Linked DNA regions of Mus musculus: all the other regions are linked to region 1. Evidence: chromatin contacts called from public Hi-C, HiChIP or PLAC-seq and promoter capture Hi-C data. All regions are on one chromosome and are shown on one strand. The core of a region is the stretch at or near the end of the contact, and the rest is flanking DNA. Distances in the headings are between cores, read along the strand shown. Region 1 holds the start of Tmem268 (transmembrane protein 268). Region 2 overlaps Tnc (tenascin C). Region 3 overlaps Tnc (tenascin C). Region 4 holds the start of Ambp (alpha 1 microglobulin/bikunin precursor). Region 5 has its middle 14 kb from the start of Kif12. Region 6 has its middle 38 kb from the start of Tnfsf8. Region 7 overlaps Col27a1 (collagen, type XXVII, alpha 1).

Region 1 (3,496 bases), core at 418-2,917:
GGTCTCAAACAAAGGAGTACTTACCAGCCTATCTTAGTGCGCCTGCTCTTTCTATAGACCCAAGAGGCACAATGGCCACAAGGTTGCGCCCCTCTGCTGCCTCTGAGCAACTGCTAGGTAGGCCACAAGGCAGACCCAACCCTGACATCTGTACTCCTGGCCGAGGACTCAGGCCCTCTCGGTGAAGCCTCCCAACACTGGAGTGTTGAAAAGGCTGGGAGGAGCTGACACAGACTGGAGTTGCTCAAGCCCGGGGCTGCACAGAAGGATCCACTGGTTGCAAAATGCCACAATGAAGCATTGTGTCGGGGGCAGAAATCACAGCACCCACATCAGCCCCCTCAGCTGCCCACAGAGACCCAATCAGCAGACTCCAGTCACACACCCAAGTTTGTGTGTGTTGGCTAAAAGTAACCTGCCCAGCCCAACCACTTCCCACCTGGGTAGCCTTGAGCAAGGTAACAAGACTTCTCTCTGCCTCCATTTCCTGGAAAGGAGACAAGGACAGACACTTAGGATTGCCCTATGGGTTCCACGTCCATGAGATCCACACTTGGGAAAAGGTTGATTACTGAGAGAAGGTAGCTGTCATCAACCTATGCCACAAACATTCCCTGAGAACCTTCTAGGGCCAGCCCCTGGACTGTAAAACCAGGAGTGGAACATGGAGCGTTTGCTCAGCCCTCCCCTGCAGGGATCACCATCCACTGGGGAAAACACACTCAGAACTGCCAGAGAGATGAGGAGGAGGAAACTAGGCAGCAAAGGTGGAGGACGACAGACTCCCTGGGCTGCCTAAATGGGCTGCTTCGCCAAGGAGGAGACTGAAAGGAGCCACACAGAACTGAATGGACTCGACTCAGAGGTCAGGATGGGTCCAGGGCTCCCCGTGTACATTCTCATCCAAGTACCGAGGCTACAGGGCCATGAGGGGTCAGGCAGGACCCCAATGGCAAATGCTAACCATTTACCACCTCCTCAGCTCTGCTCCAATCTTCAGCACACAAGTAAGGGAGCCCCACACCATGGTAAGCAAAGCACAGAGGGAGCAAGTGACTGCCGACCGAGTTCCTCTGGGAACCCACATTGCAACCAGATTTTCCAGTTGCGGGCTGTGCAGACTCAAGCCCCCAAGAGGTCTCATCTCTGCACAGTGCCTGCCAGCCTCACCAACATCTGAGCGCCTAACATATCCTGAAAGGAAAGAAAGAAAAAAAAAAAATGGATTTCCTTCTTCTAACTCAGCTTCATTAATTACAATGCAAGTCCAACACATCAGAGAAGCAGCAGTCCCCCAAAAGTTTAGGGCAGAAAAACCTGGCTGGACAAGGAGTTCAAACGCCCCATTTCAATGATGAGAACATTAAGCCCCGGAAGAGAAAGCCGACTATCCAAGGTCAGGGAGCAAACCCGGAGGGAGCCAAAACAGAAAGCCGGCTCGGCGCGGCCCGGCCCGGCGTCTCCCACCGTACCTGGCCTCGGGCTTGGGCAGCAGGCTCCCCGATCTCTGCCCTCTGGCCTTGGGGTTCCTTTACCCCAGAAATCACCCGCCCTGCCCTGCAGATCCCACGCCTGACGCGTGGGGCGGGAAGAGGTCACCCGAGCCTGAGCGGAGGGACGCGCACGCAGGCCCCGCGGCCCCAACCCCCGAGCGCGGGAGCGCGGACGCGCGGGCACGCGCACGGCTCGCGCACACTCACCGCCGCGCTGCCGCCCGGGCCGCTCAGGGTCAGAGGTTCCATGCCCCTTGTACGCCGCGGCGTCCCGGCGCCGCCGCCCCCGCCGTCCCCGCGCGCCCTTTTTGGGGCGCGTCGCCCCAGCCGGTCTCCGCCGAGTCGCCCTACGGCAGGAGCGTCTCTCGGGCCGAGCCCGGAGCGTTTCATCAGCCACGCTCCCCCAGGGCGCCGGTAGGGGCCCTGCGCCCGCCACGTGCATGAGATCTGAGCTCGTCCCTGCAGTGAAGGAGCGGGGCGGGGAGGCCTGTCCCGAGTGACAAAGTCATGGGATCCGATGCATGAGGCACACTCGGGACCAGAAGTTTCTTCCAGGCTTGTTTTTAATGAAAAACGGTGTTCAGTATTGAAAGCGTCGGTGTAGTCTCCACTTTGTATCTGCGTTTTCTTTAAAAATCTTTAGTTGAGACAGTGCTGTGAAATTGTGTGAGATCTTTACGAAATAATGTGTGAGGTGTTCAAACACACACTTGCACACCCCGCTCCTTGAGATTTAAAAGGATCTGTGATGGCCTGCTTCTTTTTCCAGGTAAATCACTAGTCTTGGGTTCACCTTGGTGGGTTGTTCTGACAACAGCAGACCTGGCTAACTACATGTACTTTTCTTTGGAGTACGTGTTTATATCCTATTAGCCACCAAACATTGTCTTTCAACAAAGACGGTGGGCACTTGGTTGCTGCACCAACAGCCTGGTTTCTTTTTCAGGGGATCGATGAATGCACAGGTGGTTCCCACCCTTGCTTACAGGAAGGACTAGGGCAGTACATGCCACTGCCCTTGTCTCTACAAGTGGTCTTGTACACACAGAGAGACACAAACACATTTCTTCCTTTTAACAACTCTTGAGGACTTCCAGACCACAGGACTTACATGTGCCTGCAGGATGTTTCCAGGCAGCGAGAATGAATTGAAAACCCAAATTAGCATATCCCATGGAGGTGCCCACGGGGACAAGTGAGGATCAAGGTGGCAGGCTACTGAAAATGAACTTATCTGTGAGCAAATCAGCACTGAGTACCTGCTCTGTGCCAGCCTTGCCCTGGGCAGTAGAAAACAGTTCGTGGGAGCCTCCCATGTAGTTTGATCAACTTGCTAAACAGTAATGTAGAGGCCTGGGAACAAAAGACCCAAGGGTGCTGAGACTTCTAAATGCTGACCCGGCTATTGAAAAGGAAACAGCAACAAGCTGTGGCCTAGCCCCGCCCCACCCCCAACCCTGCCTGTGAAGCAACCCTCCTCAATGTCAGAGATGCCCTACTGCCTTCCCACCAGCCTGTCTTCACTCTCCACGGGCCAGCAGTTTTAGGTCGACACACCAGCCTCCTACAGGTACACAAACGGAACTTGGGAAGCGGCGGACAGAGCTGTACTGGTGCACTATGTAGCTGCCTGTGTGCTTGGACAGCTCTGCCCACTCATTCAGGAAAGTCAGGGACTCCTGCTGATGTGAGAGGCTGCAAGGGCGAAACGTTGAGTACTTAGTGTTCTGACTAGCAAGTGCACCCTTGCAGCAACACAAGTGTTTGCATACCTGAAATCCTGGGATAGGGGCGGGGGTGGGGGCCGGAATTCAAGGACATTACAACCAGGGAAACAGACTGCAGAGCTGACTTTAGTAGTGACTGCTTGATGGGAGTCTCGGGCATTTGTGAGGATTTCGATGTGCACTACCTGCAGCCTACACCGGATGAGTCACTGCCCTCTCTCCAAACCCCAAGCTCCATAAATAGAGCACCTCTCACTTCCTCCTGCCCTCCATTCT
Region 2 (3,496 bases), core at 515-3,014, 470 kb before region 1:
CTCTCCTGTTGGTTGTATTCCCTGCTCAGTTATGATTTTGATTTTATAATCTGATTTCTGACTGCATACGGAAAGCACTGCGAGGCTGGGCCAAGTGTTTTCCATTAAGAGAACAGTTTTGAAAGACTAAACCACAGACAGTCTGTTCTGAAGAAATCGCTGGCCGGGTATCATGGACAACCATCCCAGTAGCAGCTCTCGGCCTCAGAAAAGTCTTGGCCAAAGTTCTGACCTCCCAGAAAAGAGCTCCACCCAACTCATTCACTCCCTTGTTCCTGCTACTGAATTAGATGAAGGCTAAGGGAATCCTGGGTCTGCAGCCACAGCCTTTTCGATCTCCTAAGGATTTCAGAATGCCCTGATATCAGACTAACTGAAACACTGAGGACTGTAGGCTCCCACAGAGAAAGCCACAGTGGGAACTAGAAAGATGGTTCAGTAGGTGATGGTGCTTACAGAGCAAGCCTGATGACCCGAGTTCAGATCCCTAGGATCCATGTAAATAACCAGATGGAATCCCAACAGTGTGTAATCCCGACATTCCTACAGCAGGAAGAGAATCAGGGACAGAATCACCTAGAAGTTCATGGACCTGCTAGCAAACTGGGCTCAGTGCAACAGAGAAGCAAAAGAGACCTTGCTTCCAACAAGGTGGAAGGTGACAATTGGCTCCCAGAAGCTGGCCTCTGCCCACTCCCTGTGTACACATGCATGCACACAGACCCACGTGCACAATTAAATAAAACCTAATGGGAAAAAAGGAAGGAGGGAGAAGAGAAAGAGGAGGAAAGAGAAAGAAACAATGAGCTTAAGGAAAACTGAATACGTTTGGAGAAAAGGAAGGACTTCTCGACAGTACCTTAAGAATTTATTTTTGGTCACAAAGTAGCCTTCTGCTAACCGCCTTCTCCAAACAAGACAAAGCAATCATGCCTACTAGACTTAAGGTCTATCTTCTTTTAAGTGTTAGCTAAGAAAGTGTTTTGCATAAATTATCTCATTTCTTCTCACATGCAGCTGGTATTGATGTTGTCATTATACAGATGTTAGCACAGAGGCCTAGACAAGCAATATTTTATATCCACTTCCATAGCAACAAGGTGGAATTGTGTGGAATTGCTGCCACCCATCGTTTTTTACCTAAAGATAATTTGCAACTTGCTGTGGTTCATACTAATAAGAAGAACAGAGTCAAGCATATTTGTCTGCCTCTAGAGCAGGTGGTCCCAAACATCACATAGTCTCTTCTAGGATATTTATTCACTTTAGCAATTATGATTTGTCCCAGTAAATATCTGTTTCTATGACTGCCTCCTTGACTGACCTGTGACCTCAGTACAAACACAGAGCTGTCCATCACTGGTCTCTGAAACTCTCTACCAGCCTAAGTCTATCCCAAGACCTATAGCACATCATTCAACTCATCTCTAGTGGGAAAAAAAAGAACAAATCGTTTTTAAGTGACAAGTCTCTGAGGCAATCAGCAGTCCCATTGATATGCTACTGGACACCAATCAAGGGTCTATGATCCTATCTCAAATAGATAATGACTTGCCGATACTAAAATTCAGACCCTCATGGCTCAGGAGGGTCTTTGGCTTGTCAGTTTAAGTTTTTTCTGTCTATTTTTTCACCCAGAGTGTCCTGGATTCACTCAACTGAGGGGATCAGATGTCCTTGGAAAACACATCTACACTTAAGGCTATTTCCTGGCTCCTGGCTCTTCCTGACACATTCCAAGAAGGAATTTATGGCTGTTGGGAGGGACGAGGAGTGAGGAATTTGTAGACCATTTTAGAAGCCTGTGTTAGCAGCCCCATGCTTGACTGACCTAGCACAATAAAATTTTCTCCTCTGTTAGCCAGAAGAAAAATTTGCCGTAATACCTTAGAGTTGCCAAAATGATGTGGAAACAAGTTCATCCGCATTTGAAAAAGTAGAGTCATTGTTGTCTATCCGAGTCCAGGATATTCCATGTATGTACCTAAGTCAAAAAGATAAACACATTCCATGAGCTACTAATCACGATGTCACAAGTAACTAACACAAAGTGTGTCTCCAGCCACATAAGGCTATCCAGATAAAGTTGATACTTGTCTAAAACTGAAATCATGTATTGCTTATTCTCCAACTATGACCAGGGAAAATATTCAAAGAATGACTCCTTTATCTCATAATGGTCTCCAGCCTGTGAAGAGATAACTAAAGATAATCTTTAGTATATCTCATGCTTCTTATAGGCGTTGAAGTGTCCAAACTAGTCACCAACCCAGTCATCCATAAAGAGCATCTACAGCAGCACTTGTTCTTTTGGGTACATGAAGACAACCCCACATCTCCTTCTCTGGGATTGATATATGGTAATACTGATACACTCCATGTTGGCTTCCTCAGCTATGAATGAAGGAGCACAAGTCATCAGTTTCCTATAACACATTCTCTGGACTCTTCATTTCTAGTCACTTCCCATAGATATAAGAGTCCAGGGCACTGGAGAGATGAATCTATGGTTAAGAGCATCTGCTGCACTTCCAGAGGACCTGGGTGTGATTCCTAGCACCTACATGGTAGCTCACATCCATCTATAACTTGAGTTCTAGATTAGGGGTTATTATTCACTCTTCTGGCCTCCACAGGCAGCAGGCATGCATGTGGTACATAGATATACACACAGGCAGCAGGCATGCATATGATATCCATAAAGATATACATGTAGGCAAAAACATTCACACACAAAATATGTTTTTTTAATGATAATCATTTATCTGTACTTTTTATCATCTTTGTAAATTAACTTGTTCATCCTGAAATTATAAAAGCACAAGCTATCTGAACTTGACTCCCCATGTCTAACCTCTATCTCTCAAACTGCAATCTCAACTAATTTCCCCAAAGTCTACCCTAGACATAAACCAGCCAGTTATCTGCGTGTAGCAGAATATTTTTGCATTGCTAATGTCATTATTTCTCTCCAGTTCTACACTCTCTAGAGTACACATTTCTATTTCTAGCAAATTGATCGTCACAAGGTTTAGTTTCTCATACACCAGTGATTTCTACAGCTTCTCTGATCCAGATCCAAGTTGCCACTGAATTTGGGACTGGATTCAACTAAGGCCAAGTTCTGACTTAAACAAAAAGTGCTATTGGCATAGACTCTTGCTAGTGTGTGATCCCAAGAGTGCACCACAATGTCATGACCTGTTGATTGACTACCTATAAAGCACCAAAGTTCTGAAGCTCCAGTACAGACCTCTAATCCATAATTCCCCCTGGTGTGTGTGTGTGTGTGTGTGTGTGTGTGTGTGTGTGTGTGTGTGTGTGGTGTTTGTGTGGGTGGTGGTGGTGCCACAGAAGCCAGAAGTCAACCTTAAGTGTCTTTCCTCAATTTCCTCCAGAGCCATCAACCTTGTTTGGGGGGTTTGGGTTTCTTGGGGGTAAGGAGGTGAGACTGGGCCTATCCCTTGGTCTGGAGCTTGCAGATTCCACCTTGAAG
Region 3 (3,496 bases), core at 330-2,829, 420 kb before region 1:
GAAGCCTGAAGTCAACTTCAGGTATCATTCTCAGAAGCCATCGACTACTCTGTCATCTGTCTGTCTGTTTTTCTGTGTGTGTGTGTGTGTGTGTGTGTGTGTGTGTGTGTTTGTGTGTGTGTGTGTGTGTGACAGACAAAGAGACATACAGAGACATTGTGTATGTCCATTTATATATGGTACATATGCATGTGCAAAAGTCTGAGTCTACAGGTACTCATGCCTACATGTGCACAGAGGCCAGGGGAGAAAGTAGGGTGTCCTGCTCTATCATTATCTATCTTGTTCTATTGAGACGAAGTATCTCACTGACCCTGGAGCTGGGCTTTCAGCCAGCAAGCTCCAGGGATTTCCCCTCACATACACACACATAACTAGCACTGGAGTTATACACACAAGGCCACTGTGCCTAGCTTCTTATGTAGGTGCAAGAGACTTCCACCCAGCACCTCATACTTCCCACTGAGCCATCTCCCCAGCCCACCTTACTTTTTTATACTGTACCTCTGACTGACACCCAGGGCTTACCAGTCCAGGTAGACTGACAGGCCAGCAACACCCAGGGATCCAGTCACTGTGTCCCCAATGATTAGAAAGTGTGACACCATGTCCAGCATTTTGCATGGCTGCTGGGGTTGTGGTCAGTCAGGCCATCATGCTTATGCAGTAAGCATGCTGCATACAGAACTATTGTCTGAGCAGCATGGCAAGATAATAGTATTGTGACAAGAGGCAGGATGCTACAACCTGCAAGAATCTACCCATAGAAACTATAGCCAGTGCTTGTAGACATGGAGACAGTGCATTAGTGTGTCGAGAGGAAAGGCACTGCTCTTTCTGCTTACAGTACCCCCCAGTTCACACACTGGTTGCACAGTGCTTAGCATAGCTGTGCTCCAGAGTATCCCACCCCAACATTGATCTCCATCCCCCATGGCTGCCAAAGAATGGCTTCAGATCAGAAGCAGAGACTGATCTTGGTTTATAAACACTGCTCTTCAAAGCTCTGATCACTGATTTTGTTTTGCTGATTTTTTTCCTTCTTCTATAATCCCTGTAGTTCTAAAGCAAAAACAAAAAGAATAATCATGAGTTGATTTGCCTTTTTAAGAACAAAAGAAAAACCAGAGCCTGTTTTGTTAGGAAGAACCCCCTCTTGGGCTTCTCTCTGTGGGGGTCTTAAATTCACAGCCAAAGAGAAAAGCACATATGTGTCTGTGCAGCGTGTGTAAGCAATGTGTCTATGTGTGCCTGCACACCCATGCTCCAGGACCAGGAGAGGCCAGAAGACATGTTGTAAGCAGCACAGCAAGGACATGCCTACCTCATCTTCAGTCCCCAGCTTCAAGTGTCCCTTTTATCTGTTTCCACCCCCACATACACTTCTCTCTCTTCCCCCAAAGCACCTTGAGCTCTCCTCAACAACAGCAACCTCTCCCTCTTACCTCCTGGTAATGGTCTGCTGTGATTCCTCCTTGTAACATATTTCTGTCTGGCTATAAGCTGCCCACCCTTGAGAATCCAGAGCAGCAAGGAAGGCAGTGCAAGCAAGTGGCTAGCCAATGATCTGGGCAAACTCCTGGAGCGTAGCCATGTTTTTCCCATTTAGCAGCTGTGTGACCTTGACCTTGAGCAAATCCCAAGACCCTCATCTGAAAAACAAACTAACTCAAAGGTCAACATAAGATTTAAACAGGACACGAATAGTGAGGGTTTAACTCTTTCCTCTGCCTGTTGCAACAATGCTAGCTATTATATGCTTGGTGAGTTGTCCATTTTATTTTTAATGAACAACAAAAACCAATTCTTAAGAATATAACAGTGGACTCTGACCATGTAGCTGCATATTGATTTTATCTAGAAGTAATAAATAATATCACTCTCTTGTCTCTCTAGAAACATACAAATAGAGAAAACACAACACGTATTGAATTCTTTGAGCAGTAACTTCTTCCTCCTCTAGGAAGATAAACACTTCCACGTCCCTGTGCACAACCATAAAGGTTTCTGCAAAACAGGCAAGCAGTCCCATTAACAGAGAATCGTGACTGCTATTCTCTTCCAGAGACCCTTGCAACCCACCAAAAATGTTTAGGGTAAGGACCTGAAAGTATTTCCTTGGTCTGTCCCAGTATCTGTCCACACACTCATGTTCCTAGGTCTCTCTTCCAATCATGAGGTCTAAAGTATAGTTGTCACCTCTTTTCTCAAACTTCAGAACAGTCTCTACTCTAAACTGCCCATATTTCCCAATCAGGCACCCTCTAAACTCCTCAGCCCCATTTCAATCAAGATAGACTTGAAGCCACACTTACCAAGGTTATTTCTATTCCAAAGTTCTTGCCCCCAAACCCACCAACTACCTCCTAATTGAGCATAAGCCTAATGCATATTAAATAACCAATGCAAGTTTGTAGAATGAGGACTAAGTGTTAGATGGTAGACAATTGCCAATAACAGAAGGCATTCATTATAGAATTTGAGAAGCAAGGTTTTATATGGATAGCAAGCACTTTAAGGGTTTTTATCAAGCCCATGCATTTAGCTACTGGAAGTTCTTTTTTATTATTATTGAGTCTAATTGGAAGGAAAGCATTGTTGCATAGGTATCTCTAACTCTTGCATGTGTGTGTGTGTGTGTGTGTGTGTGTGTGTGTGTGTGTGTGTGTTCACACCTGTGGTACATGTGTGAAAGATGTCTGAAAGATGCAGGTGCATGTGTGTTTGTGCTTATAGAGGCTGTATGTCTTCCTCTATCATATTTTATCTTATATATTGAGGCAAGATCTCACACTAAAACCCAGAGCTTGCCAATTCAGTGGGTCTAGCTACCTGATGCTCATGGAAGGGGAAGAGATCTCTTTCCTCAGCTTCCTGAGAACTTGAGTTACAGACAGGTCATTGTGTCTAACCAGCTTGTATGTGGATACTGGACATCTAAACTCAGACCTTCATATTTGTGCAGTTAGTCTTTTAGTGTTATGCCATATCTCCAGCCCCTCTCCAGCTTTTTAATAGGTATGACTCTGGTGTTTTGTGCTTAGCTATCTGTTGTAGGGCTCAGGACTTGAGGACCCCATAGCAGAAAGCTACACACTGAAGTAACAAACACCTAGGAAGCTCTTTAGTAGAAAAATATCATGCCCACTGCTCCTGGAATTCCATCACGATTGTGACATTGCTACAGATGATGCCTGGTGGCTTTCCTACTATGTGTTACCAAACACATGGCCCTGAGTAAGTCATGGATGAGGCCACGGGTTCTGCAGCATATAAGACAGTGTAGATATTACTGTCATTGTCTAGATGAGAAAACTGAGATCTGAAGAAGAAAGCTTTGTTTATAAGACACAGATTGTGAAATGTAGCATAACCTACATCAGCCAGCAAGGTTTCCAGTTAGAACAAGTCAGTGAATTGAATAAGCAGAGAAAAATATTCCAAGGCAGAGTTCATGTACATCAGTAGGATCTACTCTCAGCTAGACTCATCTAGA
Region 4 (3,496 bases), core at 654-3,153, 400 kb after region 1:
GCTGCCAGCCCTGTCTGTCTGAGTTCCATCCCTGGAACCCACATGGTGGAAGGAGAGAAGTGACTCCTTCAAGTTGTCCTCTGACCTCCACAAGCACCCCCACTATAGTGCATGTGTTGTGGCACATGTATTCCTGCAGAAACTATTCCCACAAACAAATAAATGTTATTTTTATATATTAAAAAATGTCTGAGAATCAAGAACACAAAAGAAGGCAACTATGCCAGAAAGTTAAGCCAAGACAGTTGCTGTGTTGAAATGTGTATGGAGGTTTTGTGCTTCCTGGCAGCCAGAGCAAAAAAGGAAATTCCATCCGTGGCCAAGCTGTCTGTTATGGTGCATGGGAAACCCTCTCATTTACAGACAGACACACATGTGCTCTGGATACCAGCAAAAGGGAACTGTGTCTGCTGGGTCTCACAGAAGGAGCATGGTACACTGACTGTGGAACAGACCCCCTGTTTCTTCCACGTGCAGGACCCTGGCTCTCTGGTCTCAGCTCTAACAGGGATTGCCTGCTATATGAAGGAGTGTGCCGTGAGGGAATCAGGGAGGAGGAAGGACAATGGCTGGAACCCCTGGAGGAGAGAGAAGAGAGTGGAGAGGGATCATAGCACCATGGACGGGAGGAGCTCTGATGCAAACAGATGTGGGTTTAAAAATCTCCCATTAGAGTATATAAATCTAGAGGCTAGGGATGTTGCTCAATTGGTAGCGCTCTTGTCCAACATGCAGGAAGCCCTAGGTTTAACTCCCCCCACCCCCACCCCCCACCCCCCAGCATAAACCAGGTGTAGCTGTAGTTCATGCCTGTAATTCTAGAACTCATGAGGAGGGTCAGATATTCAAGGCAGAGCTGGCTACAAATCCAGTACAAGGGCAGCCTAGAGCTATATAAGACACTGTCTCAAAAAAAAAAAAATGTTGCAGGTTTTAAATCAAAATGTTACTGTGTTACCTTCTTTAGGCGCTGTTATAAAAAACCCTAAATCATTAGGAATGATACAAAGTGTGTCCTCTCTCCAAACTTCCTTGAACTGGTTTAGTCTAAAAGTATCATCCTGTTGATGGTTCTGGAGCAACTGGAGCGACAGGAACATATATCTTACGGAGGTCACAATGACCCTTCAACTCTTACCACACCCTAAGAACAATGCTGTTGCCTGTTGGCATTCACCCCTTCAACCTTCACCCCAAAGCTAGGATCCAGGTACTTGTGTTAACAGCGTTTATTGGTGAAGAAATGAGCACAGAGGGCTCAGCATTCTTTTCAAGCGCACACAGCAGGAAGACCACAGGAAGCTGCCTGGCTTTGGAGGCTCTGTTCCCTTTCTTACGGTGGAGCCCTAGTGGGTCTTGTCAATCCAGGAGAGTGAAAACTTATATCAGTGAAAGGCATCTGCACATGCTTCTGAGGTGAGCCTGGGGGTTCATCTGGGTACTGATGGTTTCACTGTGGGAAACCAGTGTGGCTCGGTGAAGGGATAGCATCTCTCCCTGTCCTGATTATCTTAATGGCTATGAGAGGTTGGAGACCAGAGGGAGAGTCTTGGGAGGAAGGATGCTTTGCTCTATAGCCAACTTCCCTGGGCCTTAGTTTTGTTATATGAGAAAGAAGCCAGAACCAGGCTACCTGTATCTTCTGAGATCTTGGGGGAAGAACTGGAGGGACAGGCCAGACACTGCCTGACTGCCCCATCCCCTGTTCTCCCTGGGGAAAGTTGACCTTTAATGAAACCTTTCTAGGGTCTGAACTCTATTGTGCTTGGTCAACGTCCCTTCAGAGTCAGTAACCATGGCTTCCTGTCCACAGAGTTGGACCTGGGCTGGGCTGTAGGGATCGATTAGAGCTGGCCCAAGACCCTGATTGGCCTTGGCTGAGCAAAGCAAACACCAAGGTCATCATTTGCCTCCGGATCCTTCCCCAGCCTCAGTTTGTAGCTGCCACTGCCGGGGAAGTAATCCCTGCTCCCACACTGAGCTGTGAGAGAGACATCAAAGACCAAAGACCACAGAGCCATGCAGGGTCTCAGGACCCTGTTCCTGCTGCTGACTGCCTGCCTCGCTTCGAGGGCTGACCCTGCGTCAACACTGCCAGATATCCAGGTTCAGGAGAACTTCAGTGAGTCCCGGGTAAGGCTGGCCTCTCTGGCAGAGGTGATCACAGTGGTGGTATGCCCATGCTCCTGGGCCTTGCCAGCTAAGGCCTGCCTGTCCTGTCTTGGGAGTACTCATCTTTCCTATCTTGTAGATGGCATCTCAATCTCTAGGAGACTTTCCTGGCCAGGCTGTTAGGTTATTCTGAGATTCTCTGAAGATACAGCTCCCTCACCTGCCATTCATTCTTTGGGGCCCCCTGTAAGCCTAGTGCCTTCCAAATCTGCGCTGTCCTCATGGGTCCCCAGAGGAATCCACATATGGCAGGTGGCATAGGGTGGACATGAACCTGTGAGCTTTGTGGACAGGCTTGTGGGATTGTGTGAGGAAGAGAGGTAGGACACTGGTTGATGGGATTGGGGAAATTACGAAGTGTGAGTCTAAGGGCACCTTGGCCTGTGGCAGACATGTCACTATGTGTCTATGCATATGTGTCTATGTGCAAATATTTTTGTTTGCATACACATGCCCTTGCATGTACGTGTGTGTGTGTTGTAGAGTTACATGCTTCCTTCCTTCCTTCCTTCCTTCCTTCCTTTCTTTCTTTCTTTCTTTCTTTCTTTCTTTCTTTCTTTCTTTCTTTCTTTCTTTCTTTCTTTCTTAACAAAGCAACCCCAGCTTTGTCCTGAATCATAAAATTGTCTGTGTAGGGACCCTGTCCACCTCAACGCTGTCTCCATGATCTATCTGAGGGGTTTTCAGAACACTCCCGGTGATTTTCTATACCTTAGGACAAGGAACAGGTGTGCTGGAGGTCCAGGGGCTGGAAGGTCAGCTCTATCTGACTGCTGTCAAGAGGAAGAGGTGGTTGACTGGTCCCAGAAGGTCCCACCAGGTTTGTAGGGTCTCCATGGCACTTCCGCTGGCTGCCTCACAAGGTGGCAGACACTGCCATGAAAGGTGTAAAACCCAAGCTTCATTTTCCAAGGCAGCGATAGCTGGTGACCTCAGAATATGCAACCTGGACTCTACCTACTCACAGGGGCATCTCAGACACTTTACTTCTGTGGAGCAGACCTTGTGTAAGGAAGGGGGACTCTGCACACCTCTGCCCTAAATATGCTGTACCTGGAACTCCACTGTCACCTTGAGACACTGTCCCTTAAAGGGCTGGTCCTTGGAGGAAGGAGGGGAAATGTGGACACATCTCCTCAAGGGCTTGGTTAAATCCAGATTTGTGGCTCTTCCTAGATCTATGGAAAATGGTACAACCTGGCGGTGGGATCCACCTGCCCGTGGCTGAGCCGCATTAAGGACAAGATGAGCGTGAGCACGCTGGTGCTGCAGGAGGGGGCGACAGAAACAGAGATCAGCATGACCAGTACTCGATGGCGGTGAG
Region 5 (3,496 bases), core at 513-3,012, 370 kb after region 1:
CCCAGCTCTGCCTGGTGAGACCTGTCAGACACTTCCCCTGGACCTGCCAGGAGACCCAGAAAAGAACGGAAATTAATGTTTAATGAGTTTCCGTAATGTGCCAAGCAACTTCACATAGGGTAACCTTTTCTTTCTTTGTATAGAATGAAGAAATAAGAGCCCAGAAAGACCCATCACTTGCTCCAGACAGCACAGCCAATGAACAGCATAGCTTAATCTTGAACCCAAGTCTGTAAGGTCCAAATGTTGTTTCTGACCCTTCCCTATAATAACTGTACTTCTAATGTCCCACCACCCAAGTCCCCACACATCCCCATGTTCAAAGCTGCTCAGTCAGCTCCTGGCAGAGTCTTTCCATTTGGATTTTATGTTGATTTCCTTTTCTCTTATTTGCCAAGAAAAGCCAGTGTAAATGTTCCCTCAGCCCCGGGTTAACTCGTGTCCTGTGCAAGCATTTGGTGCTGGGGAGGGGGTGTGCTTCACATCCAGGTTCCCTGCAGACTGCTTTAAAGATCTTTACTGAGATTCGTTCGCACAGTGCTACACTGCCCCACACACTCCATGGCAGAACCTCTGCCTTCAAATCTGCCACCTTCCCACAAGCACGGCCTCGGCCGCCCTTCTAGGATCCCGGTAGAAACTGATCCTAAAACCCAAAGTCCGGGAACCATCTTCTCAGCATCTTCACAGCACAGGCTGGGACAGAAAAAGAAGCAGTCCAGCCACAGTCCCGGGGCCACCCACCAAGTGCCTGGCACAGCGCTAGCCCATCACCAGCATCCTCCCACTGAGTCTTTCCAGCAGGAGGACACAGGGAAGCTGGTGCTCAGAAAGGCCAGTCACCTGCCTAGGCCACACTGCTGGCCAGAGGCAGTGCGACAGAACATTCCAGATTACACCTTTCTTTATGTCCCAGGGCTAGAAATAAGACATTGTCGTATATATGGCAAGGCACCTCCTCTGTGTGTGTGACTGTGGCAGCCTCATGCTAGGGTGCCTGTTTCCAGGAAGAAACTGCTGGAAACCAGCATTCATTCTGCTCCAAGCTTGCTGTGTAACCGTGAGCCACGGATTCTCCACTAGACTGAGGTATGCCCCTGTGATATGAGCAGATGCACCAAGTCCCACATTTCTGCTCCTTCTCACACAGTTTAGGCACCTAGGGCAACTTGGTGGTGGCAGAAGAAAGCTGGCTAATGGGATCATAGCGAGTGACTGAAGGAGAGGTCAAGTTCCCTTCCTGTAGCCCATTGGCCCCTGTTGACCCCTCCAACCAAAGTCCCTGGGTTGGGGAGTTATATGTACTAGACTAGGGCTCAGCAGAGAAACTGCCAGCCCTTGGCCAGGCACCTGGGGGAAGAAGGGACATCACAAGAACCCGATGGGCACCTAGCCTGATGTCTCTGCATTCCCCCCACCCTTCCCAGCTCTGTCCCCTTTTGCCTCATCCCACACCCCAACCCTTGCTCAGCGCCCAGGCCAGTCCAGCTCCTCCCTCTTTTGGCTGTGGCTCCAGCACACCGGCCGTTTAAGGCTCCACCTCAGCCCTTTAAATTCTATTTTTTCAAACCACATTCTTGAACTTGGCAGATAACGTGGCCTCCCGACAAGAGCCCTATTTACCCGGCCAGCCGTGAATGGGTCCTTTATAACTAGGTTCATTAATATTTCTACCTATTGGCCGGCTCTCCCGTCCTCCCCCTATCCAAACAGATTCTCTACACAGAAAGACTTTTCAAATACTCCTGTTGACTTTCCCGAGCGGGCTGAGCAGGCGTGAGTGCGTGTGAGTGCGTGCGCAGGGGAGGGCACTCGCCTGCCCCGTGCCGCAGGAAGGAAAGAGGCCGCTATTCATAGCTGAGTGGCGGCCTCCCAGCCCAGGTATGTGGCCTCACAAAGGCCCACTGAGCCCAGCCAGCCCCAGTGCCAGGGCCCACAGTGGGGGAGGTGGTTCAGCCCTTCCTGGCCCTGTCGCCTGGCCTGGTGACCCTGGGCAAGTCCCTGTTCATCTAGAGACAGATAATCTCTTGTCAGCTCCTCCCAGCTGTGGAGGATCTGGGTGACAAGCAGATATCTGGCTCAGGTGGGCTGCCCTTGTGTTTGGGTGCTGGGACACAATGGTGTAAACCCAGAGTCTCAGATCTCAGCAGACTGAGGAAGGAGGATAGAGAATTCAAGGCTAGACGGGGTGATATATAGCAAGTTCTAGGCTAGCCCAAGCTATATAAATAGACCCACTCTCAAAAATAACAACAATGACCCAAGGCTAAGGAGACTGCTCAGTCACTACAGTCTTGCCTTTTGAACACTAGGACCTGAGTTTAATTCCCAGAACCAGAGACAAATTATAACAACAACAACATTTGGGCCTTGTGACATGCACTTGTAACCCCAGAACTGAGGAGGCTTAGGAGGAGAAGATCCCAGAGTCTTTTCTGGCCAGCCAGTCCAACCAGTTGGTAAGCTCTGGGTTCAGTGGAGAACAACTGATTTCCAGACTCCACATGTGTGCACAACCCCATTCCCCTCACAAACGGCCCCAGGTGTTTCATGTGTACAAAAACTCCAAGGAACAATTTGTTCTACATGTGCCTCACCCCATCATCCTTCACCCCTACCAAACACTCCAGCCAGGATGTGCTGAGGCCCTCGGCCCCTAACGTATCTCAAATGCCTTCAACATGACAGCCACCAGAACCGTTTTGCTGTCTGCACGATGAGTGCACTGCAGACCTTGCCCGTTGTTGGGCCTCAGGAAACTATGAACACAGTGAAAGGTGTGGTTGTCCACAGCAAGGGCCTTGTGTTCACGTCAGAGCCTCTTCCCTACACTTTTGAGAAGAATGTGAAGAATGGTAAGTTCCATCTTCCTGCATGTCATACAGCCCTTTGAGGGACTAACACCACTGTAGCGGCTCCAGGGAGGACCTACGGTACTGCAGTGGGTACTGATAGGTCTCCCTCAAGGGAAACTGAACCAATTGCTTGCTCCCCACTCTCATGCAAAGGATGTGCCCTGGGGAATGCAGTGTCACTTCTGAGCATGCTCACAGGTGATAGCACCTCTAGGGTGCTGATGCTGTGATACGATAGGACCTAACACAGGCCTTTCCTTCTCGCTACATAATAATTCCAGACTATTTATTCTGTGTTAGGTCCTCTCCTGGACCTTAGGGACACGGTGGTCCCTATAACTTAGACTTTGGCCTTGCCCTGTTGGGGTAGAGACAAACAACAGGCAAAAGTGAGTATGAACTCTAGAACAGAAGTTGAGAACAGCAGCGGAGAAAGGATGCGGGTGTGGGATGCAGGGCAGCCTAGGAAGTAGTATCCCTGCAAGATGACAAACCTGAAGATCAAGAGACTACTCTTGTAGAGAACTGAAGCAGAGACGTTGCACCTGGAAGAAGGAACAGCGTGTGCCTTGGGGCAGGAAGTGCTCTGTGCTTTGAAAAGGAAGCAGTATGCAGAAGGTATGCCTTGCGCAGGAACGGCA
Region 6 (3,496 bases), core at 487-2,986, 340 kb before region 1:
GGAAGCATGGATAGATGAAAGGATGGATGGGTGAAAGAATGGAATGAGTGAGTGGGTTAGTAGATGTGTGGGCTGGATATGTTGTAGGAAGGGATGGAAGAAAGAAAGAAAGAAAGAAAGAAAGAAAGAAAGAAAGAAAGAAAGAAAGAAAGAAAGAAAGAAAGAAAGGAAGGAAGGAAGGAAGGAAGGAAGAAGAAAGGAAGGAAGGAAGGAAGGAAGGAAGGAAGGAAGGAAAGAAGGAAAGAAAGGAAGGAAGGAAGAAAGAAGGGGAAGATGAATGGATGGGTGGAGGAGGAAGGGAAAAGGAAGGGAAGGAAGGAGAAGATACTTGGATAAATTTGACCTGAGTACTCATAAAGTAAAACTAAAGCCATTGACGTGTAAATAGTGGCATGTTAAGTCCCTTGTCTCTCAGCATTGACAAGTTTTTAATAACTCATCCATATTTGTGCTTCCTATCATCTCCTGCCCTTCTCCCTCTATCACCTCTCCAATATACTTTTGTTTTAAATGTGTATACTATAGAACTGAAATCATATGTGTAATGTTTTCATACTGACTCAGATATAAATAATGTTTCCTCATTCTTAATGTCAAAATCCTGTGAATGGAACATTTTTGTAATGTTTAAAAATAAAATCCAAAACATAAACACCTACAGTTTCCTCCCTTGAATTTTCAATGTACAGTAAATTGTTGCTGGTGTGTGTGTGAGTGTGTGTGTGTGTGTGTGTGTGTGTGTGTGTGTGTGTGTGTGTGTAACTATCAGTAGGAAAAAAGGAAAACTATCAAAACAGTTCAAAATTAAACATGACATCAGCAGCTACTAAGTGTAATCTTTCTCCCTCTCCTTCTACCTCTTCCTCTCCCCTTCCCATTCCTCTCTTTCTCGATCCCTGTCTTTGTCTCTCTTTTTGTCTTTCTGTCTGTGTGTGTGTGTGTGTGTGTGTGTGTGTTCATGTGCATGTATGAAGATAACCTTCTTATCCACATTTAAAATGAGACAATGAGGATTTGAAGAGACCAAGTTACAAGCCAGTAAGAAATAAAGAAGAGAGATTCAAACATAGGACTCATGCTTTTTTTTTCTGACAGATGAAATTAAAGAGACTCTATTGAGAAAGGAAAGAAAACAGTACCCAGAATCAACGAATACCCTCTTCTCAGCGAGAGCTCAAGACTCCTTGCCAGGGTGTTATAATCGTGGTATAGAACAGGCATGTCCACATTTCCTATGATTCAGTCCTGCCACGCTACTGTTCTTCACAAAATTAGACCACACTTAAGAAGAGGAAACCATAACAGGCTTGCAATTTCTTTTTCATATAAAACACATGTGCAAGCCCATAGGATGACATAGATTTTTATCATAATTTCAAGTAACAGAAATGTTGAGTGTGCAAACCATGAATTATGAATTCCAGAAACAAAACTTTCTTTGCTGGTTCTAGAGGCTTCTCACATACTGTTTCACAACCTACACACTCCACGCCTCCACTCCCAAGGTGTCTGCTTCCTCTTCCTCCCCTAGCCTAAGCCACGAACCCAACGTTATGCCAAACAGTATGGAGGGCATGCAGAAAAGAGCCTGAGCCCAGAGCGCAGAGCCCTTCCCTGTCCAGGGCACGTTAGAAAAATGCAGACTCTGCTTCTTTGTGGTTCTCTCAGGCTGAGCTGTTGAGCAAGAATGAGGAGAAAAGCAGGCAGGATGTGAGCCCCAGTTTTGTTCTGAGAATTTCTGCTGGGCCACAGATTTCTCTGGCTTGAACCATAGCGGTGGGCAGGGTAGAAAGTGTAACTGTCGAAAGTGTAGCCAGCGCTGTTGGAGAAACCATCCAAGTGAAAGCAGGAAGGGCGTCAGCCTCAGCCAGGAAGACGACCTGGCCCAGGCTAGATCCTGGTGAATGAGCACATCAATAGTCTTCACCCACATCTTATTGGCTCTCTGTGGTAATTATACCATCGTTCTAGGGTAGGCACTTGCCTTAGTGAGTTTCCCCCAAAGCAAACCTCAAACCTCTGAGTCTCAAGCTGACAAAATTTTACAGTCTGTACATACTTGTAGTGACTATGGGGGCTTATGCAGACCTGACTTCTGGGATTCTGGGTCTGCCAGTTGACAGCTACATGAACTTGAGAAAGTAACTACACCTCTTCCTGGCATTCTCTCCTTCAAAATCCTTCCCATAAACCCAGTTTCCACTACATGTTTGCTAATCATTTTTAATTGGATGTTGCCTTATTGCCCCAAATAGAAAAATAAAACCCTACTTATCCCCTGTGCTCCCCAAGTCTTTTGTGAGCGTCTCTGTTTGTGCCCGGTGAACCAGCAATGACTGAGAAGCTTCTCTAAGTCTCCATACCGGACCCTGCCTTAGGTGATCTTAATTGTTCCTCCGCCAACGCTCTGCGCTCCAGTTCATACCATCGTATCCCACCACATGAGACTCCTCGAAAACAGCCTCCATACCACAGACACACAAAAAAGTTCTTTCTGACTCATTTTGGCCAAGACAAACTACACTGTCACCTACACCAACGATGAGACAACACGCGTGAACTTTTAAGAGAGGCGAACTCACTGTGCTCAGCCTGGTACCCTTCATCATCTGAGTTCAGCTTTCTCTTCAGCCATCTTCTCCCAGACCATCTCCTGTCAAACCATTTCTTTAATAAACACACAGTTGTGGCTTAACTGTAGGGCATCTGCCTACACGAATGAAGCCCTAGGTTCAATCCCCACCCACTCTCCCATTCACACCACATGAAGTTATAGCATGCTTTCTTGAGTTGGTATGAAGGGTACCGTGGGTGAACAGGTGGACACAGGGTTATTATAGGGAAAAGCAGACAGATTTTAGGGAAGGCAACTCATGTACATGAACTTCTAGTTAAATGTGACAGCTTAAACATGAGCACTTCCCTTCTTGTTCACCTGAGACATTAAATCCTGTGGGAAAAAATGTCTTAAAGCGAAAGTGAATGGTCATGTTTAATTAGATTATAGAAGATGGGATAAATCGATGTATGGAAAATGGTTGACAATAAAGAAGAGTTAATTTAAAGACCCCAGAGGAATATACTGAACAAATTACTCAACGTATCCAAGGTTCCCAGAGATCTGATGCCACAGAAGGAAGGAACAAGACATGAACATAGGAAAGCTGAAGCCCATAGCTATCTTCTGCCTTCAGATGCAGAAAGTCCAGCACCCACCCAGAAGGAGGAGGCAGAGGAATTAGAAACTCTAGAAGACACAGGTGACATATGCAAATGAAAATGACCATGCTGCTAAGGTGTCCCCAGGGATCTCAGAGCCATGAAGTAAGGATGGAGAAAGAATAGTTAAGATAGTGCACAAATACAATTGAAATGGCAATCAGTAGAAATGCTTCAAGTTACAAAAAAGCTGGAGGAAGCCTTGAAAATTCAGAGGAAATATTTAATCTGGAACCCATCACTTATCTGAACTATCTACAAATATCAGGGTAACATT
Region 7 (3,496 bases), core at 566-3,065, 330 kb after region 1:
GTCCCTGCCCTAGGTCACCATGCGCAGTACAAGTCGGAGGGCACAAAGTCATTATTGTCACACACCATGTGACAATGTGACCATGTGACACCATGTCCACCCCAAAAAGACACAATGGAAAATGGGTACAGAAAAGGGCAGGAAAAGGTCTGTGGCTCACAGCAAGCTGGGGCACCATGGGCAGTGGAATGCAAACTAAAGGTCATCCAGAGCCCCCAAAGGACACCCAGCACACCGTAACTTACCCGAGGACCTCGTGCGCCCGGAGATCCAGGTAATCCTGGAAGCCCAGGGGGACCCTTGAAGAGGAAGCAAGAATAGTGTGAGACAATGCCAAGGTACAGCAGAAAAATACAATCATTAGTTAATCAACAATCCTGTCCAAAAATCCCATAGCTATGAAGAGGAATTCCTTGAGTTCTCTGCCTTGGGGGACCCATGCTTATTGGTGTTCTCAGGGTCTTTCACAGTTATTGAGGCCTTGTCTTTTATCACTCAGCTAACTTGTTAGGGTGTCATCTCTTCTAGGAAGCCTTCTTGACCTCTCTCTCTCTCTCTCTCTCTCTCTCTCTCTCTCTCTCTCTCTCTCTCTTCCTTTGGGGAAGTATCTGTTTGGAAGCCTGGCTCCCTTAGCAAATGGCAGTCCCCTCAAAGGCACTAACACAGAAAATGAGTCATCCTACCCCTAGGGCTCTGCCAAATGTCTGATAACACAAAACAGCAGGCAAACTCCAAGCTCAGCCAAGTTCTCTGCAGAGCCAGGGCAGAGAAGGGACTCAGCCAAGGTCACACCAAGCATCCTCGCACCACAGAGGGACATGGAGCACAAAGGGCACATGCAGGGACTTTGAAACAGCTGGGCTTGGGGTCAAATGGCCTTGCTGCCACTCATAGCTGGGTGTGGCCACTGACATCCTGGCCTGTGTAAGGGCAAAGGTCCTTGTAGGATTCCTTAAAGACAAGAGGTAGTATGTTCCTACTGCCTCGTCTGCTCCAGAGCCTGCACTGAAATGCCCATCTGTTCCCGTGGGGTCCAGCATCATCACAACTCCCTAAGAAGTTACAGCAAACCCCCATAACTCCCTCTGCCTCAGTCTTCCAGGCTAATCCCCAGGCTCATCCTTGTTCAACAACATTTAATGTCTCCTCACTTAGTACTGAGAAAGGCCCGGCTGGGAAGTGACTGAGATACACCTGCACGGTCTCATCTCGGCTCCCTTCCCATGAAAGCAGGCAGTGGGCTGCTAACTCTGTTTGCATCCTGATTTTTGCACAGCATGCTGGGACTTCCTCCTGCCCGGGGTCTCAGCTTCTCCCTTTAAAATGCATGTAGTAACTAATGACCCATCTCTTCCACCCCAAAGAAGAAAATGAGATTAGCAAACGTGCATGCAAGAGACTGAGCCTAAACTCCTCAAAGGAAGCCAGGCTTTCTAGGAGTGCGAGGCCTGGGAATTCATTTGTTTCGAATAACCATCCACGAGATTCCAGCTTCCCTGCCCTGCCCGAGTTAGAATCAGTGTTAAAAACTGTGTTCATTCTGGCTGGCAGTGGATCGCGCTCTCACACTGGGCAGCTCGACTCTGCTTGGCTCGGCTTGGCACACTGGCCTGTGAACACTCTGGGACTCTCTTTCCCTGAGATTCATAACCCAGATCCAGACAGTGAGATAGCACCAGTTAGTCACTGGTCACTGGACAGCCCTATGAGAGGAAGAAGGGTCACAGAATGGCCTCAGGCAAGTACCAACCTGCTCTGAGCCTCTGTGTGTCCCCAGCCAAGCTGATAGTACCCTCCACCCAGTCCACATCGATTTGGGACTGGGTCCAGACCGTCCTCCTCTCTAGAGGCACAGGGTACAGCATAGGCTGGAGGTCACACAGGCACAGCACCCTGCCATTCAGAGGTGGCTTTATGCCAGCGGCTTTCGCTCCCTCGCCAAGCCTGGGTTTCCATGGCTGTCCAATGGGGATAATAATAGCTCGTCGCCACGGATAATCTATAAAACGTGCTAATCCTCGTGCCTGGCATGAAGCTGATGCTCAAATAGCATGAGTTGTTATTTCTGCTAGGCAACCCCCCTGGGATTTCCCCATTCAGCAGTATAAGCTACACACCCCTTGCTACTGTTTTGGGGAGAGTAGTGTCTTTTTTTCCAGTAGGCCCTCCTCCTTGGCTCAATTCTCCCAGGCAGGTGACCCACAACTGGAGGAAAATGCACAGCCAGACGAATCCTGAGCCTGAGCCCTTCCAATGGGTTAAAAAAAAACCAGAGACAGATCAGAGATTCAAAGCATCTTGTCTAAGGCCACACAGCTGGCTGAGAGCAGAGGGACAGGGCCACCCTGGACAACTTCTTCACAGTCAGTGCTGGACAGTTGTCTCTGACTAACCATGTGGCCTGTCCTAAATCCCTTCCCTTCTGTGGCCACCTGGAAAAAGAACACACCCGTCCTTGCAGGTGCTGGCATCTTCGAGTTGGGGTTATCAGGTAAGCGAGTAATGAGACCATTCCCATTTGCCAGAAAGCCAAGCCGTGCTGAGGTTACAACTGCAGAAGCCTGGATGTATCCTTCTGACATTTCCAGAATCTGACCTCATCTAACACGTCTACGCAGCACACCCCAGGCCAACTCAGCATCTATAGCTCATCTTGGTAAGGTCAGCCTATGGCCTGGCTCTTGACACAGCAATCCAGCTGAGACATAGCTACCACCTGCAGCCCACCAGCCAGGGACCTGGGTCACAGCTGCCCAGCCCAGCTGCAGCCATGTGCCTGCCAGACTCAGTGTTCACTTTGTTGGCTCGGCCAATGGTGGGTGCTCTGGCCCCTCTGCTCCATCTGAGTGAGGCCTGCCTTTGCACAGTGGAAAACGTGGCTGTTTCTTTCCAGGCCCACAGCCTGAGCGGGGGAGCCCAATGAATCATGAGCTGGGGTGGGATTTTTCCACTCCACACTGGAAACAAGGAGGCCTCTGAGAGAGCTTGCGTGGGGGAGGGGCAGGGGCCGCAGGCCTGTCTCTGTCCAGGGAGTGCAGGAGGCCTGGGCCAGGGTGCATGCACACACACAGAGCCATGGAAACATGAAATAGCCCTGCAGGCTTCCCCTGGTGTCCTGACCTCCTGTAGCCAGTCCATGGGGATCCCACTCTTGAACAAGACCCCCACCCCCTCTTTTTGCCAGATGCAGTGGGGCTCTGCACAAAGTGTCAGACCTGCTGACATCTGCCTCTGTCAATCAGCAGATAGGGAGACATTCTACAGACCTGGGTTCTAGGGGACTGGGTTCAAGAGTATAGGCCTGAGTGCATTGCTCTGGGTTGGGTGGGACCCTATTCTGTGCCTGTCCCTTGATGCGATCATAGATGTCTACAGAGCCCCCAGCCTCTGTGCTGGAATGTAACTTCTTCTTGGGAACCCAGCTACGTGGCCCTAAATGAGTGACCGCACCTCTCCATGTCTCCAGTCTCAGCGTGTCCAGCTGCAAAATGGGAGT

Evidence for each region. Promoter capture Hi-C pulls out the DNA fragments that hold promoters and counts their contacts. A called contact is a pair of places that touch in the nucleus more often than the background predicts. HiChIP or PLAC-seq counts read pairs in DNA pulled down with a chosen protein or histone mark.
Region 2: a contact with region 1 is called in a Hi-C map of nephron progenitors, with 4 times the contacts expected there. The contact joins the enhancer-like site here to the promoter of Tmem268 in region 1. A contact is called at or near these places in 1 of 39 promoter capture datasets (cranial neural crest), 1 of 484 Hi-C or Micro-C datasets (nephron progenitors), 1 of 115 datasets of contacts at active chromatin or transcription factors (embryonic stem cells) and 1 of 9 other capture datasets (adipose tissue).
Region 3: a contact with region 1 is called in a promoter capture Hi-C map of second pharyngeal arch cranial neural crest, with 2.9 times the contacts expected there. The contact joins the enhancer-like site here to the promoter of Tmem268 in region 1. A contact is called at or near these places in 7 of 39 promoter capture datasets (3T3-L1-derived adipocytes, cranial neural crest, hippocampal neurons and 4 more) and 2 of 115 datasets of contacts at active chromatin or transcription factors (the NIH/3T3 cell line and embryonic forebrain).
Region 4: a contact with region 1 is called in a promoter capture Hi-C map of neural stem cells. The contact joins the promoter of Ambp here to the promoter of Tmem268 in region 1. A contact is called at or near these places in 4 of 39 promoter capture datasets (the C10 cell line, liver, neural stem cells and 1 more), 1 of 484 Hi-C or Micro-C datasets (liver) and 3 of 115 datasets of contacts at active chromatin or transcription factors (bone marrow-derived macrophages, embryonic stem cells and extraembryonic endoderm stem cells).
Region 5: a contact with region 1 is called in a promoter capture Hi-C map of liver, with 1.7 times the contacts expected there. The contact joins the enhancer-like site here to the promoter of Tmem268 in region 1. A contact is called at or near these places in 3 of 39 promoter capture datasets (the C10 cell line, liver and stem cell-derived epiblast-like cells) and 1 of 9 other capture datasets (adipose tissue).
Region 6: an H3K4me3 HiChIP or PLAC-seq map of bone marrow-derived macrophages shows a contact between it and region 1, with 4 times the contacts expected there. The contact joins the enhancer-like site here to the promoter of Tmem268 in region 1. A contact is called at or near these places in 1 of 39 promoter capture datasets (maxillary cranial neural crest), 1 of 484 Hi-C or Micro-C datasets (CD8 T cells) and 3 of 115 datasets of contacts at active chromatin or transcription factors (bone marrow-derived macrophages, large pre-B cells and memory CD8 T cells).
Region 7: a Hi-C map of liver shows a contact between it and region 1, with 3 times the contacts expected there. The contact joins the enhancer-like site here to the promoter of Tmem268 in region 1. A contact is called at or near these places in 2 of 39 promoter capture datasets (both in liver) and 2 of 484 Hi-C or Micro-C datasets (liver and muscle stem cells).

The regions. Positions count from the first base shown.
Region 1 is chr4:63,556,934-63,560,429 of GRCm38.p6, reverse strand. It overlaps Tmem268 (transmembrane protein 268), which reads right to left and starts at 1,667. Exons shown (of 10, transcript NM_001356354.1): 1 at 1,473-1,667.
Region 2 is chr4:64,022,464-64,025,959 of GRCm38.p6, reverse strand. The region is part of intron 1 of Tnc (tenascin C); the gene reads left to right. It overlaps 8030451A03Rik (a long non-coding RNA gene), which reads right to left. Exons shown (of 12, transcript XR_881356.2): 4 at 1,887-1,984. Among named protein-coding and RNA genes, the nearest start is that of Tnc, 23 kb to the left of the region's middle. Within about 2 kb of position 1,764, at least 23 of the 459 cell types and tissues checked have an H3K27ac peak or open chromatin away from gene starts, as enhancers often do. A contact at or near this core is called in nephron progenitors, where this site is marked.
Region 3 is chr4:63,977,939-63,981,434 of GRCm38.p6, reverse strand. All of the region lies in intron 16 of Tnc (tenascin C), which reads left to right. Among named protein-coding and RNA genes, the nearest start is that of 8030451A03Rik, 5.0 kb to the left of the region's middle. Within about 2 kb of position 1,579, at least 10 of the 459 cell types and tissues checked have an H3K27ac peak or open chromatin away from gene starts, as enhancers often do. A contact at or near this core is called in second pharyngeal arch cranial neural crest, where this site is marked.
Region 4 is chr4:63,152,579-63,156,074 of GRCm38.p6, reverse strand. It overlaps Ambp (alpha 1 microglobulin/bikunin precursor), which reads left to right and starts at 1,903. Exons shown (of 10, transcript NM_007443.4): 1 at 1,903-2,133; 2 at 3,349-3,491. The coding sequence starts at 2,020.
Region 5 is chr4:63,184,772-63,188,267 of GRCm38.p6, reverse strand. No RefSeq gene overlaps it. Among named protein-coding and RNA genes, the nearest start is that of Kif12, 14 kb to the right of the region's middle. Within about 2 kb of position 1,762, at least 23 of the 459 cell types and tissues checked have an H3K27ac peak or open chromatin away from gene starts, as enhancers often do. A contact at or near this core is called in liver, where this site is marked.
Region 6 is chr4:63,897,486-63,900,981 of GRCm38.p6, reverse strand. No RefSeq gene overlaps it. Among named protein-coding and RNA genes, the nearest start is that of Tnfsf8, 38 kb to the right of the region's middle. Within about 2 kb of position 1,736, at least 52 of the 459 cell types and tissues checked have an H3K27ac peak or open chromatin away from gene starts, as enhancers often do. A contact at or near this core is called in CD8 T cells, bone marrow-derived macrophages and memory CD8 T cells, where this site is marked.
Region 7 is chr4:63,228,595-63,232,090 of GRCm38.p6, reverse strand. It overlaps Col27a1 (collagen, type XXVII, alpha 1), which reads right to left. Exons shown (of 61, transcript NM_025685.3): 4 at 246-299. Among named protein-coding and RNA genes, the nearest start is that of Col27a1, 15 kb to the right of the region's middle. Within about 2 kb of position 1,815, at least 76 of the 459 cell types and tissues checked have an H3K27ac peak or open chromatin away from gene starts, as enhancers often do. A contact at or near this core is called in liver and muscle stem cells, where this site is marked.